2 separate regions of the Mus musculus genome follow, and region 1 is linked to region 2. The links are chromatin contacts, called in public Hi-C maps. All regions are on one chromosome and are shown on one strand. Each heading gives the region's core, a stretch centred on a gene start, on an enhancer-like site or on the middle of the called end of the contact. The rest is flanking DNA. Distances are from core to core; before and after follow the strand shown.

Evidence for each region. Hi-C and Micro-C count contacts between places; a contact is called where the count stands out from the background.
Region 1: a contact with region 2 is called in a Hi-C map of cortical neurons, with 3 times the contacts expected there. The contact joins two enhancer-like sites. A contact is called at or near these places in 80 of 484 Hi-C or Micro-C datasets (the 3T3-L1 cell line, 3T3-L1-derived adipocytes, the AML12 cell line and 49 more), 8 of 115 datasets of contacts at active chromatin or transcription factors (CD8 T cells, T-cell acute lymphoblastic leukemia, bone marrow-derived dendritic cells and 4 more) and 1 of 9 other capture datasets (embryonic stem cells).

Annotation. Positions count from the first base shown.
Region 1 is chr13:111,389,136-111,396,301 of GRCm38.p6, reverse strand. No RefSeq gene overlaps it. Among named protein-coding and RNA genes, the nearest start is that of Gpbp1, 97 kb to the left of the region's middle. Within about 2 kb of position 1,706, at least 13 of the 459 cell types and tissues checked have an H3K27ac peak or open chromatin away from gene starts, as enhancers often do. A contact at or near this core is called in brain, cerebral cortex and cortical neurons, where this site is marked.
Region 2 is chr13:111,233,287-111,240,379 of GRCm38.p6, reverse strand. No RefSeq gene overlaps it. Among named protein-coding and RNA genes, the nearest start is that of 3110015C05Rik, 7.4 kb to the right of the region's middle. Within about 2 kb of position 4,424, at least 66 of the 459 cell types and tissues checked have an H3K27ac peak or open chromatin away from gene starts, as enhancers often do. A contact at or near this core is called in brain, cerebral cortex and cortical neurons, where this site is marked.

The DNA of each region.
Region 1 (7,166 bases), core at 457-2,956, 160 kb before region 2:
GTGAGTCCAAATTGGGTCAAATCAGAATTTTCTGGAGCAGAGAGCTGGCACGTCTGAAGAAAAGCCCTGTAGTTCGGCGGTTCTCAACCTTTAATATATTTCTCATGTTGTGGTGACCTCATAACCACAAAATTATTTTCACTGCTACTTTATAACTGTAATTTTGTTACTGTTATGCATCATATAATGTGTTTCCCCGATGGTCTTAGGCTTCTCCTGTGAGAGGGTCTGTCAAGTCCTAAGAGGTCACAACCCACAGGCTGAGAACCTGTGGTGTAGTTTCCCTGATTTTAAACTGAATTGAAGTGATTCTGGTGGGAGCTGAAAAGAGCCTGGATTCATCCAGGGTTAGAATGGCATGGGAGTTGGGGGTGGGGGGTGGGGTGGGGGGGTGAGGGGGTGAGGGGAGGTGGACGGGATCAGGAGTTGGAAGGGGTTAGGAGGTGAGCTCGCTTTTCCACCCTTTGGCTTGTGGAATCCTCCTTCAGAGGCTCAGACAGAGGAATGGATCCTCTCTCTGGAACCTGGCTGAAGAGATCTACCAACACTGGCTGCTTACCTCTAATCGAGTGAGGTTTGTGTGTTTGTGTGTGTGCATGCTGCACAGTGTGCGGATGGAAAGGGAAATGTGGTCATAGGCCATGCCCGTGGGGAGGGCAGTATATGGATACAAATGTGGATTTCAAGGTGATAGCCCGGGGGGTCAATAGCAATGGGTAGAAAACCACCAGAATCCAGAAGAGAGACAGGACCGATTCACAAAGTCTCAGAAGGAATTAACCTTGCTAAGACCTTGGTCTTAGCCCTTTAGTCTCAAAAGTGTGAGGCTACCTTCCTGCTCTTTAAGCCACCCAGTCTAGGGTGCTTTGTTATAGCAAGCCTAGCTAAGCAACACCCATGGGAATGTTGGAACTTTCTGGAAACAGGTAGAAGCTTCTTCTCGGGCAGGCTGATTGGCCCTGACTACCCACACCGTCCTATTGTCATTGCCAATCACGTTTTATTCTGTGACCTGTGGTCTCACTCAGCCCTAGATCTCCTGTATTTCTCCAGTGGAACATTGCCTTGCTGTTGCAGGCTGTGTAAGTGGGGGCCAAGAATGGAGCTCTTTGTTTAGAAATTGCGTGGTGTACCTAAATAACAGCTATGAGCATATGGAGAACTTTCAAGCCAGAGGCGTTTCAGAACTAGGCAAGGGAAGAGAGCCTTCATTTGTCAAAAAGACATTTCCTGTTCAGATCCATCACAATCTTCCCTGCAGCCTCCCTTCCTGTCCCTCCTCCCCAACCCCAAATATATAAGAGGCAGCGTAGGCCCAACAGGATGTTAGAAGAAGTGGATTAAAAAGAAATAGCACATCAGATAAAACGGGGGAAAAAAAACCCCAAAAGACCACTACAACCTCAGTTCTTTCCACTTACTTAGGCATGAAATTCCACCTGCCAGCTTTTCCTGCAGACTGCTAGATTGTATGTAGTGGTCTGTATGCTTACACCCCAGCTCTGAAGCAGGCAGAGCCAGGTTCAAGGTCCACTCCAAGCCAGCTTGCTCCAAGGATGAGGTAGGGCTGGCTCTCCAAGGTGATCTCCAGTTCAGGCGCCCTGGATGCTGGCTGCTCAGTTCCCGTTGCTGATGCTCCACAGCTTCAGAGCTCCTGGCTCTGGAAAAGCCCCATTGGAATGAAAACACCTCACTGGCTGCCAGGGAAGTGGTGAGGGAGGCAGTGAGTGAGCGAGCGGGCGAGCGGGTGAGCGAGAAGGCAAGGAGGCTGTACTTGCTCATGTGTGAGAAGGAGGTGACTCCTGGGTAGTTCATATCCTGGTTTCACACCCCATTTACAGAGTGTCCCACAGATTTCTCTCTTGTCACCCAAGCCACAGTCCTGGGAAAGCGCCAGTCTTCCAGTTGCTTCTGTCACAGATAGTCATGGCTTCATGGTAGGCCTTAGTTAAAGGGAATTTTTAAAATTAATCTTTTCAGGTTAGCATACAAAGTAATGGGCTCATTATCGAATTTTCTTTTCTCTTTTCCTTATTCATTTTTTATATCCCTAAATGTTGCCGCCCCCCCCCCCCGCCCTCTTTACAGATTTCTTGCCCCATCTTCCCTCTCCTTTGCCTCTGAGAGGGTGCTCCCTTCCCCCTTGCCTGGGGATCAAGTCTCTACAGGATTAAGGGCATCTTCTCCCACTGAGGCCAGACAAAGTAGCCTGTGCTACATATGTGCTGGAGAACTCAGACCAGCCTGTGTATAGCGTTTGGTTGGTGGCTCAGTCCCAGGGGTCCAGGTTAGTTAACACTGTTGTTCTTCCTATGCGGTTGCCACCCCCTTCAGCTCCTTCAGTCCTTCCGCTGGCTCTGCCATAGGGCAATTCTGTCCATTTTATCCTTTTGTTGGTTTCTTTGTGAATGTCCTATCATGCCACCCAGTCCCATTCACCACCCCCTCCCCTCGTACCTGCCGCCCACCCTTGCAACCTCCCCGCAACAGAGGAAAAAAAATCTCTATTGTGTCACAGTGTGTCCCATGGTGTACCCTTCAGCCTGCTTCTTTGCTTGTGAATGTTCATTGCAATGACTCCTGGCTCAGGTCGGAGGCCTCTGGCTTCTGCGACTCTGTGAATACTGGATCCTCACGGAGACTTCTCTCAGGCATCCTGATGTTGCCCTGTGTCATGGAGATGCTTATTTTTGCATATGTAGGACCTGCTCCTTCATGCACTCCAGCAGTTCATTGGTAGATGTTGGGGTGGGCAGGCCAATCTCAGAGCCCAGGAGCTGGGCCTGGGAGGGAGCTGAGCTGGTCAGCCCATCCTTATGGTACTTTTGTATATGTGATATACGTTTTTTCTTCTTTTGTTCAACTCCCCTACGCCCTCCTATTCCCTGGCCCCACACTGCCCCTCCCCCCCAGCTCATTTCTTTTCTTTCCACAGTTAGACCATGCTGTCGTCTTTGTGTGTGTGTTTAAGAGTTATCTATTTATTTCATGTATATGAGTACACTGTAGCTGTACAGATGGATATGAGCCATCATGTCATTGCTGGGAATTGAACTCAGGACCTTTGCTCGCTCCAGCCCTGCTTGCTCTGGCCCCAAGATTTATTTATTGTTATATGTACGTACACTGTAGCTGTATTTAGATACAGCAGAAGAGGGCATCGGATCTCATTAAGGATGGTTGTGAGCTATCATGTGGTTGCTGGGATTTGAACCAGGACCTTCGGAAGAGCAGTCAGTACTTTTAACCGCTGAGCGATCTCTCCAGCCCTATGTTGTATTCTTCGAATATGTTCCTTTACCCTATCTCCTACCTCCCTAAAGATCTCTTTCTCTTCCTTTTTACAGCCCCTCTCAGTTTCGAGATACACACACAATTACTTTTAATTTTTGGTTTTTCATACAGAAGCAAACACATGGGGTTTGCCTGTCTGAGCCTGGGTTTTTTTCTCCTGACATAAAGATGACCAGTTGCATCTATTTTCTTGAAAACATCATGCTCTCATTTCTCGTCATGGTTTGTGTACACACTGTGTTTTCTTTATCCACTCATCTGTTGCTGGACTCCTGATGTGATCTGTATCAAAGCTACTGTGAGTGCTATTGCTGTCATGGATGTGCAAGGATGGGCTGATGGGCACTTGATCTGCTCTATATCACGGCTGCTGTGAGTGCAATTGCTGTCATGGATGTGCAAGGATAGGCTGAGCTGCTTTCCTGCAGCAGCTTCGGAAGGGGAACTCCCATGTCCATCTGTAACTGCAGCTAGTCCCCACAGTGACAGACGTGCCTAAGGATATGTACATCCTTGTATAACGATGACCATGTGCTTTCAAGGATGACAATGTCTGGATATACCTTTTGACAACTCTCTTTATAACTGCTAATTCATAGCGAGATTTAGAACATAAAAATAATAGTCATAATCCCTAATGCTCAATTTAGAATGTGCTTCCCCACATTCCCCTCACCCCTCTGCCCCCCCAAAACCCAAAAAAACCTGTGCACTGGGAATGTCACCTCCAGAGCAGCAGCATGAAAGGGGGACTTCTGTGAAGTGCTTCAGCCTCAAGGACTCTGTCTTCGTGAATGGACTGATGTGGGTTTTAGAAGGACCGGAGGATGAGAGTGCAGACTTTTACTCTCACTTTCTCTTGCATGTTCTCTTGCCTTTTGCTGTGGGTTGGTGCAGCAGGAGGACCCATGCCAGGCAGGAGCCCGTTGACCCTGGCCTTCCCAACTTTTAGAAGAGTGCTCTTAAAATCATTAAAGTACATTTGTTTATTCAGCATATGCTCTTGTGTGTGCGCATGCTCGTGTGTGTGTGTGTGTGTGTGTGTGTGTGTGTGTGTGTGTGTATGCACATGCACTAGAGGATACCTTGCAGAATCTTTTCTCCTTCTTCCGTGTGGGCTGTGGAGAGGGAACTCATGCCATTAGGATTGGTGACAGGTGCCTTTAGCTGCTGAGTTTTGTTTTTTGTTGTTGTTGAGACATCACCTCACTGTGTAGGACTAGCTGACCTGGAACGTACTAGGTAGAACAGGCTGGCCTTGAACTATGTGCCTCTGCCTTTCAGAATCTGAGATTAAAGGCATTGGGCCACCATGCCTTTAACTACTGAACTTGCTTAAATCAGTGGCATGGTTTCGAGCTTGCAGTTATTGAAGCACAAGACAGGTATGATACGTACTGATACTTGCTGAATGTGTGGTCCACGTGAGAGAATGGAGAGCACAAAGCATAAAACTAAGGAGGTCAATTTAGATAAAATCTATTTAAGACCTTCCATGTGCCAGGATGCGCACTATTCTTTGTTATGTGTTTGTATCCTGGGCATAGGGTAGAAGTATGAATTAGAATCATTTTCAGAACTTATCCTGAATCATTGGAGAAGGATCATTTATATGGATGACATGAAAAATTGTATTAGAGTTTGAAGGTTAGCAGGAAGAAGGTAATTATTCAAAAGAAAAAAAAGAAACAAAATAAACCTCAAATCCAGCCAAAACATTTTTTTCCGATTCACTGAATAGTCTAATCCCTGAATGTTTTCAAGGTCAAGATTCAACCTTGCTTAGAAATAATTGGCTTCTTGCCTCAAGTCAAGAGTTTGGCTTTAGAGCCAAGCATACTAATCAGAAACAGCTTTTGGAGAGCTCCATTGTCCCACCTCCACCACAGTGACTTATCAGCTAGTGAGACCTCAAAGAAGTTTGTGCTGTGGATGATCAGGAATTTGAGCACTGGGTGACCATGGGGAGGAGCACTGGGTTACCAGGGAGTTGAGTGCTGGGTGACCTGGGTGTTGAGTGCTGGGTGACCTGGGAGTTGAGTGCTGGGTGACCAGGAAGTTGAGTGCTGGGTGACCTGGGAGTTGAGTGCTGGGTGACCAGGAAGTTGAGTGCTGGGTGACCAGGGAGTTGAGTACTGGGTGACCAGGGAGTTGAGTGCTGGGTGACCTGGGTGTTGAGTGCTGGGTGACCTGGGTGTTGAGTGCTGGGTGACCTGGGAGTTGAGTGCTGGGTGACCAGGAAGTTGAGTGCTGGGTGACCTGGGAGTTGAGTGCTGGGTGACCAGGAAGTTGAGTGCTGGGTGACCAGGGAGTTGAGTGCTGGGTGACCTGGGAGTTGAGTGCTGGGTGACCTGGGTGTTGAGTGCTGGGTGACCTGGGTATTGAGTGCTGGGTGACCTGGGTATTGAGTGCTGGGTGACCTGGGTGTTGAGCGCTGGGTGACCTGGGTGTTGAGCACTGGGTGACCAGGGAGTTGAGCACTGGGTGACCTGGGAGTTGAGTGCTGGGTGACCTGGGTGTTGAGTGCTGGGTGACCTGGGTGTTGAGCGCTGGGTGACCAGGGAGTTGAGCACTGGGTGACCTGGGAGTTGAGTGCTGGGTGACCTGGGTGTTGAGTGCTGGGTGACCTAGGTGTTGAGTGCTGGGTGACCTGGGTGTTGAGTGCTGGGTGACCTGGGTGTTGAGTGCTGGGTGACCAGGAAGTTGAGTGCTGGGTGACCTGGGTGTTGAGTGCTGGGTGACCTGGGTGTTGAGTGCTGGGTGACCAGGAAGTTGAGTGCTGGGTGACCAGGGAGTTGAGTGCTGTCTTTAGCAAGTGATTCTGCATTTCTTTTTTCCATTTAAAGTTGGTGAAGAGTTTCTCTAAGTTGCAATAAGAGAAATACAGCTTGGAACTCCCATAAGTAAGCACAAAGGAACCTTGATAAGAACTCCAATGGAGTTCTTTCTATGGCAACAGAAAGGTCCCACAACCCCCTGGAGAAGAAGAATTGTTCCTGTGTTCCCTTACATGTCTGTCTGTGTATTGCCTGGAGAGAGTCATAGCAGGAAGGATAGATAGGCAGTCTCCTTTTCTTGTTGTCAAAGCACTCGGGCATTTTGGATCACTCAGATTGTGGTTCATGAAGCGAGTTGTAGGAGAAAAGAGGTAAATGTCACCTAGCCATCGGTAAAAGGAAACTACAGATTAGGTACATGAACGAAATAGAAATTTAAAATTCGGAGATCGTAATCATGGCATTGTCAGGGGTTCAACATCTCACTAAATGTCAATTATTTCATGGTCCAGTATGGTAGCGTAACCTCTGGGTATCATGTCTACATTATAACAAGGAAAAAAAAAAGAAAGGCTATGAATAGGTATGGCATGAAAACAGAAAGAACTATTCAGAGGGGATGGGGAACCCACAAAAGAAGGCTGGGGCTGGCAAGATGGTTCAGTTGTCCATGCTTGGATTTCTCTAGTAAAAATTGCTCTGCACCCTACTTGGACTTTCTCTGTGTTTCTCCAAAGAGACTGGTTTGATTTTGAATCCCAACAGTAGTTACTCTTTCACAGATGCCAGAGGCATTCACTGGGGGTGGCCTGAGTCCACAGGAGCACAGTGTCACTTCCAACAGCAGCTTGATGGACAAACACACTTGGAGGTGGTGGGGCTGCAGCCTGAGAGTCTGCATTCCTAGAAAGTTTACATGAGATGGATGTAGTGGGGCACAGACTGTGCTCTGAGTGTAATGGGTTTAAAGAAGCTTCCCTGTGGCCATCCAAGTCTTAGCTTGTAGTACAGCATCAAGGAAGAAATGGGCTGAGAGAGTCAGAGCCTCTGCTAGTGGTTCTCCTACCTGAGAGCCCTGGGGAGCCTATGAAAATA
Region 2 (7,093 bases), core at 3,175-5,674:
GAGCCCACAAGTAATCAAGATTGCTGATGGAACTCTCTTCCAGAACCGTGTGACACCTGGATGACTCACCAGTAAGGACAGAGCTTTCTACTCAGTTCTAGATTGACTTCTCTATGAAGGACTACATATTGTGATGGTGGGCAGGCAATGGTTACGATTTCAAATAATCATTAGTCCATTTTTTTTTTCATATTTGGAGAGTGCTCAGAACATGTGATCTTTGAAGGAATAGGCATCTCTGCTCAAGGAAGAAATATAATATTTCTTTAAAGAAATTTCTGTGGTTGATTTTACTGCATTTAACAGTAACAGTTAGAGAGACAGATTATGGCATGTTTAGGGCCATTTTAAGAGCTATCTCTTGCCTTATGTCAGTTGCCCCTCAAACAACTCAGAGAAATGTGAAGACAAGTTTTGCATCTTGTCACATTAATACTTAATATAATATAAACATTAATAACAGTGTATGTTCCCAAAAGTGTCATGCATTTTCCTAAGAAAGGGCTCTCCCTTGTAATAGTTAATACCGCCCACGTTTCTGTCCTTAGGGGAATTGGCATGTAGCAAACTTATGAAAATTTTGTGTCTTGCTTTCCATTAGTGATCCTCATCCTTTGGAACACTGTGACGCTTTAATACAGTTCCTCACATGGAGACCCCAGGCCATAAGATTATTTCATTACTACTTTATAACTGTAATTTTTCTACTGTTATGAATTGTAAGATAAAGATTAGCTAGAGTATTGGATATACAACCCCCAAAGGGTCGTGACCCACAGGTTGAGAACCTCTGTGCTACATCTATTGCTTCATCTCTTGTTTATTCAGGCAACATTTTCCCATCAGTCTGGCTGTAGCCCATGAGCCGTAAAAGGGGTGTTGCTGGCCATCAGATTATTCTTTCTGCTCTGGAACCATGTCTTATTTACGAGGCTCTCTTTTGTCCTGATTGAAGTTTCCTTCAAGGCTTTCCTTCTTGAATGAAGAAAGACCGGGATGGGATATTGTGTCACAGTGGAATGTCAGAGGTGGAAGGTGATGGGGATGCTCTACCGAAACCTCAAGGAGGAAGGATGTTAGTGGTGGGATGCAGTAAGGATACCCCATAGAGAGAGTGAGGAGGAAGAACCATTTATTTTGTCCAACAGCTTCTCCAGAAATGAGAGGAAACAGAAAACAAACAAACAAACAAGCAAGCAAAAATGAACAAACCTTTTCACACATTTCAAGTTCTTAGAGAAGTTGTTTCTACAGTTATATTTGTAGGCTGTGTGTGTATCTTTGTGTATGTGTACTTGTCTCTGTGAATGTGTATCTTGTGTCTTTGTGTGTTCATATATATGTGTGTGTCAGTGTATTTGTGTCTGTCTACCTGTGTGCATGTGTGTGTGTGTGTGTGGGGTCACATTATGTTTGTTTAGAGAAAAAACTTATGTCTTTCAAGACATGGTTGTGTTTTTCTTCCTGGTTTCTTTAGTTTATACATCTGTCTGTCTGTCTATCATCTATCATCTATTTACTTATTACTGTCTATTGTCTGTCTGTTTGTCTATCATCTATTTACTTATTATCGATTTTATAATCCCCCCTCTCTCTTTCTCTCTCTCTCTCTCTTTCACACACACACACACACACACACACACACACACACACACACACACACACACACACATCTAGTGTGTAGGAGTTTTTGCCCATATCTATGTCTGTGTTCCACATGCATGCCCGGTGTCCAAGGAAGTTAGAAGTTCAGATTGCCTGAAACTATAGGTAGAGAAGGTTGGGAACCACCCCGTGTACGCTGGGAACTGAAACAGGTCCTGCAAAATCAATGTTTTTGCAAAATCAATGTTTTTTTAAACTGCCGAACCATCTCTCCAGCCACAACTTGGTTCTTCTTTGTATTCATTTTATTTGAGCTAATATACCTTTTAACATTTCATAGTTTGGTAAAAGTGAATGGATCACTGTGATTTATAAGCGGCCTGCAACTTATTGCTATCTGGCTATGCTCTGGAGAAAATGATGTGTTGAAAGAAAGGTCTTACAAGAGAATTCTGGGGCCACTCTGTACTGCAGTTAAGCATGAGAATAAAATCAAACACTTGGTGTCCTTATCAGAAACACAGGCTTTCAGTCTCATACTATACACTCAGACTGGAGATAAGTGATTTTTTTCTTTTCTCTCTTTAGTGTTATGAAAGAAAAACATGTGGCAGAGATCCTGCCGCTTATGGTCTTGGAATAAGTAGTGTGGCATTTGGAGGAAATTTTCCTCTCTTCCTCTAGATGGCAGCAACATTCTTTAGCACCTAACTAGGCATCTCTGTTGCTAGGCAAACTTGAAATAAAGGGAGCAGCTACAAATCCTGACTCTTTAGACTTTGCGCTCAGGTGTATATAGTACCTTTACTGTACTATTTATATGACCACTGGTGCAGGACTCTATTATTTATTAGTGATATTTTTTGTTTTTGTTTTTTGTTTTGTTTTTTGTTTTTTGTTTTCCTTTGTTTTGCTTTGTTTTGTTTTGTTTTGTTTTTTGAGACAGGGTTTCTCTGTATAGCCTTGGCTGTCCTGGAACTCACTCTGTAGACCAGGCTGGCCTTGAACTCAGAAATCTGCCTGCCTCTGCCTCCCCAGTGCTGGGATTAAAGGCATGCGCCACCACTGTCCGATCTTGTACATCCAGAATGACTTTGTATATACAGGACCATTTGTATTTATAGACCAGGGTTTCTCAGCACTGCTGTTGTTGATGTTTGGGGCTAGATATTTCTTCGTGATGCTAGTATTAAAGGCATGTACCACCACACCTGAAACTAACTCTCTCTCTCTCTCTCTCTCTCTCTCTCTCTCTCTCTCTCTCTGTGTATGTGTGATATGTGCACCCCTTGTGTGTACTACCCTAGGAGTCCAGAAGAGGGCATCAGATGCTTTAGAATGAGAGTTGCAGACAGTTCCTAGTTGCTATATAGGTGCTGGGAATTGAACTGGTTCTGCAGCAAGAGGGACAAAGTGCTCTTAACTGCTGAGCTAGTTCCCCAGCCCCCTCTTGGGATATTTTTAATGGAGGGAGAAAAAAACCAAAACAAACTAATGACTTTGAAAAGATAAAGTAAAGATGAGGCACATGTCATCCTGAAAGAAGATAGATAATTTGGAGTATAGTTTCTTATTAATAATAAGCACAGATATATGGTTCCTATACTTTTTGATTCTTTTTGATGTTAGCAGGTAAGGAGGAGAAAAACTATACTTAAAAAAAAAAAGCTCACTAGTTAGGAAAAATGCAGAAGTTTAAAACTACAGTTTTAGCCAAATTTTAGGATCACTCTATTCTACTTCCTAGTCTAAATTGGGGTTCCCTAGTTCAGATATGAACAGAGTATGCCAAAAGCCAGTACCTGTAGCTTCTCAGCTTGTGTCCCCTTTTGCTGAGCAAGGGGAAACCCAGCTTAAAAGTAAAGCCAGAGCAACATACTACAAAATCACCTCCTCTCAGCTCCCCTTCCACTGTGCATTCCTTGGCGAAGCTCCCCCCACACCCCGTCCCAGCAGGCTGAACAGTTAAAATAGATGAAGTGAACCCAAGAGCATGAGAACATCACGAAAAGCCCTCTTACCACCGAGGCAGGAAGTTGCTGTTGATCTGTCCCACATGCTCACGGTGCATTCCAGGGAAATGGCTTGGAGCAGGAAACACACGTGAGAGCAGATCCCAAATCTGGTTCTGCACAAGTTGCCTAGGTGCCCTTCACATCTGCTTCCACTTAGGAACACCTCTGGCTTCAGAGGAAACAGGTACTTCTCTAAACAACCAACCAAATCCGGCTTCAACATGCACGCAGAATGCCTGGCTAAGTGTGTTTCTGGTGAAACGATGAAGGCCAGAACCTAGAATCTGCACAAGACAGTTTGAGTCTTCTTTTCCTGGACCTAAACAATAGCGACAGAGTCACATGAGGACTCCCAGCTTATGAAATGGCTTAATCCCGAGTGAGCTTGGGGAAGGGATTGGAAGAGCAGAGAAGGCAGTTCAGATGGATGGAGCTGGTCTGACCTTTGAAGACAGCAAGACACTGCTTAAGTTTCTAATACTGTTGGATCAAGCTGTCAAAAACATTGGCACCACTGGAGAAAGAGGCTATTCTCTACAGCCTGTTTCTTCTCCCACGATTCCTGTGACATCCAAGGTTGACAATGGAACAATAGTTCACTACTCTAGAGAGATCCTTTGGAGAGCTACACCCTCCCTGGGAGAGCCACTTTGCAGAAGCCCTCCCAGCAGCCTTGGCTTAGCCGAAGCCCTCCCACTTGGCTTAGTAGCCTCTATCTTTCCACTGCAATGCAGGTCACAAAGCCCCGTGTGTGCTCTGGGAAGCCGCGGATGTGAGGGCAACTGAAGATCAATAGTGAACTGGGTTCAGTGCCAGGGATGGAACTTGACTCCCCATTCTTGTTCCAGAACTCAAGCATTTTGGCTCAGCTAGGGCCAGCCTGCTCCTGTTCATGGAGCTGTCATTTGGTTTTGGTCATTTATGCACCATTTGCTAACTGCTTATAATTCCTGGGCAATTTCGCTCAGTACATGGGAAACAAAGACAGCAAAACAAGGGGGCTGTTATGTTCTGCTCTGCTTTCGTCAGTGAATGAAATTGGCTGAACAGAGTACAAGCTTTCTTTTGCCGCATTGATTAATATTTTTTTTCCTGTATGACATAAACAATTTTAGGAAGAAAATGTGTGCTTGTGAGATAAGTGCAGGATGCCCTGTCTGTTTTTATAAGTATAACATTTATCCGTCTATTTTGGCAGGGAAATAGGTTAGAGTCTGAAAATTCACCATTCAGTCAACAAATCTGTGAACTGATACAAATCAACTGTCGCTGTCAGAGCTGCTGCTGTCCCACATTGGCTCTGGGTAATTAAAGAAATTGGGGGTCCCCTTGGCAGAAAAGACCCCGTGCTTGAGGACATGGCCTCTGTCTTCAGCACCTTCAGCTGGGTTCCTTTCTATAGTGTGTCAACCCCATCTGTGTAGAGGGGGGAAAGATCAGGTCATGCATTATGTCATTAAGTTAGACGCTTTCCTGACAACATAGGTCTTGAGCAGACAAGGAGAGAGCTCCTTCTAGGAACACAGCAAATGCAAAGATGTCACTATTTATTCTGAGGGAACACTACCAAAGCATGCTGGGTTCTTGTCCCAGAAGTTCCTCCATGCAGCTGGGCCAATCAAGCCTGCTGTGGGCTCTAGGAAGGCTTGCAAACTATAGGGAGAGGGTAAAGGAAGAACTCAGCACCTAGAGTGCTGGCTAAAATTAGGAGCCTTCACAGGTTATTCCAGTGGGCAGGTCTGGCTGCAGCCTGCTTTACACATGCACCCCACAGCTGTCTGCTGAGGAATAAGGCTTTCTAGTGTCTCCAGGTTGACATCCGTGGCCTCTCTGTAGCCTTCTGAGTATGACTGTAGCCCTGATCCCATTTTATTTTTTTCTTGAGCCAGACAGGCTCAGATTGCGATTATATTTTGGAGCCAGAAGGCTGGGAGGGCTATCTGGAGTCTTGGAGTCAGCTTTTTGTGGTTTCTTTATCGTGTAATTCTAGTAAACACAATCCATCAGCCTGTCTTACACAGGAAAGGGCATCATTTGTAGGCAGTCCTCAACTTATGAATGGCTTGTGTTCCAAAATTTGTTTGTGGTCAGTTGTTGGGGCTGTAGAGGCAGATCCCCATAGTAACAAATTTGCTGGAGAAAGTGGTAGTTATGACAGTCCAACTGATTGGTTGTTTCTTTCCTTCCCTGGCCCCTCTCTCTGTGCTGGGGATCTAACCTAGGGCCTTGAACATTCTAGATGTATTAGCATTTTCTCTGTTAATGTGATAAAATACCCTGGCCAAAACAGCTTTAGAGAGAAAGGGTTTATTTTGGCCTATATTTTCAGAAGTTTAGAATTCAGCATGGTGGTGAAGGAGAGAACAAGAGTAGGTGAGGCCAGGATGTAGAACCTCAAAGCCAGTTCCCAATGACTTACTTCATCCTGCAGTGTTCCATCATCTCTCAAAGGTTCCATTACATCCCCAAAGGGTGATATTGGTTGGGGACCAAATGCTCAAACATAAGAGTCTATAGGGGACATTTTACACCCAAACAGTGACACCAAGCAAGCCACCACCACTGAGTCTCAAGTGCCTGCCTTTTGCTTTACTTCCTCTCTGAGACAGGGTCTTTCAGGGTGGTGCAGGAAGGCTTCAAACTCTTCATCCTCCCCGAGTGCTGGAGTTATAGTCATGTGCCACCACCTGTAGTTTCCTTACTTGACTTCAGGGGAAAAAAATCAAGCCACTCTCTATTTTTAGATTGAATTGTATGAAACTAGCAAAATAGTTGAGTCACGATATTTTTCTACAGATGCAACCTGAAGTAGATTCTGTTTATCTTTCCACCGTCCTTCTCTACCCTCCAGTCTCCTTAAGTCTCTACCATTTTCGTTAGGTAAAATGTAGGCAAAGAATACAGACTTTGTAGAGAAGCAGGCATGCAAACGAGGGGAGTGTTAGCAGGTATGGACTTGCACGGCTTCTGAAGGTGAATGGGGTGCAGCAGGAAGGGGCCAGCAGATTCCAGACAAGCATCCCTACAAACGCCTTCAAGGTAATTTGGAGGAACTCTAGTCTGCCCTTTGTTGGAACTTGTCTTTGGGGGGGCAGGACAGAGACAGCTGCGGTGCTGTCAGGAGCAGGGTAGACAGCAGATGTGGGCTGCAGACCTCTGTAGTCATATGCATGGACTTGAGACAGTGGGGCGTGTGTGGGTGTGGTCAGCGAAAGTAACTGCATTGACAAGTGATGTGTGTGTCCTGTTATGAGTCAAGGGATAGGAATGTTGCTTTGTGTGCAGTGTGTTGCAATAGAAACAGAGGTGCAGTATGTCCTTTTCGTTTTGAAGGAAAGTCAGGCTATGTGGTTTCAGAGCTCAGGGTAAATGCTTGGCACACAGTATGTACATGGGAAGAGTTGCCTGGGAACCAAACAATGCCCATCAGTTTTCATCTGTTTGCTATGGAAAGATCAAATTTCAATTTTATG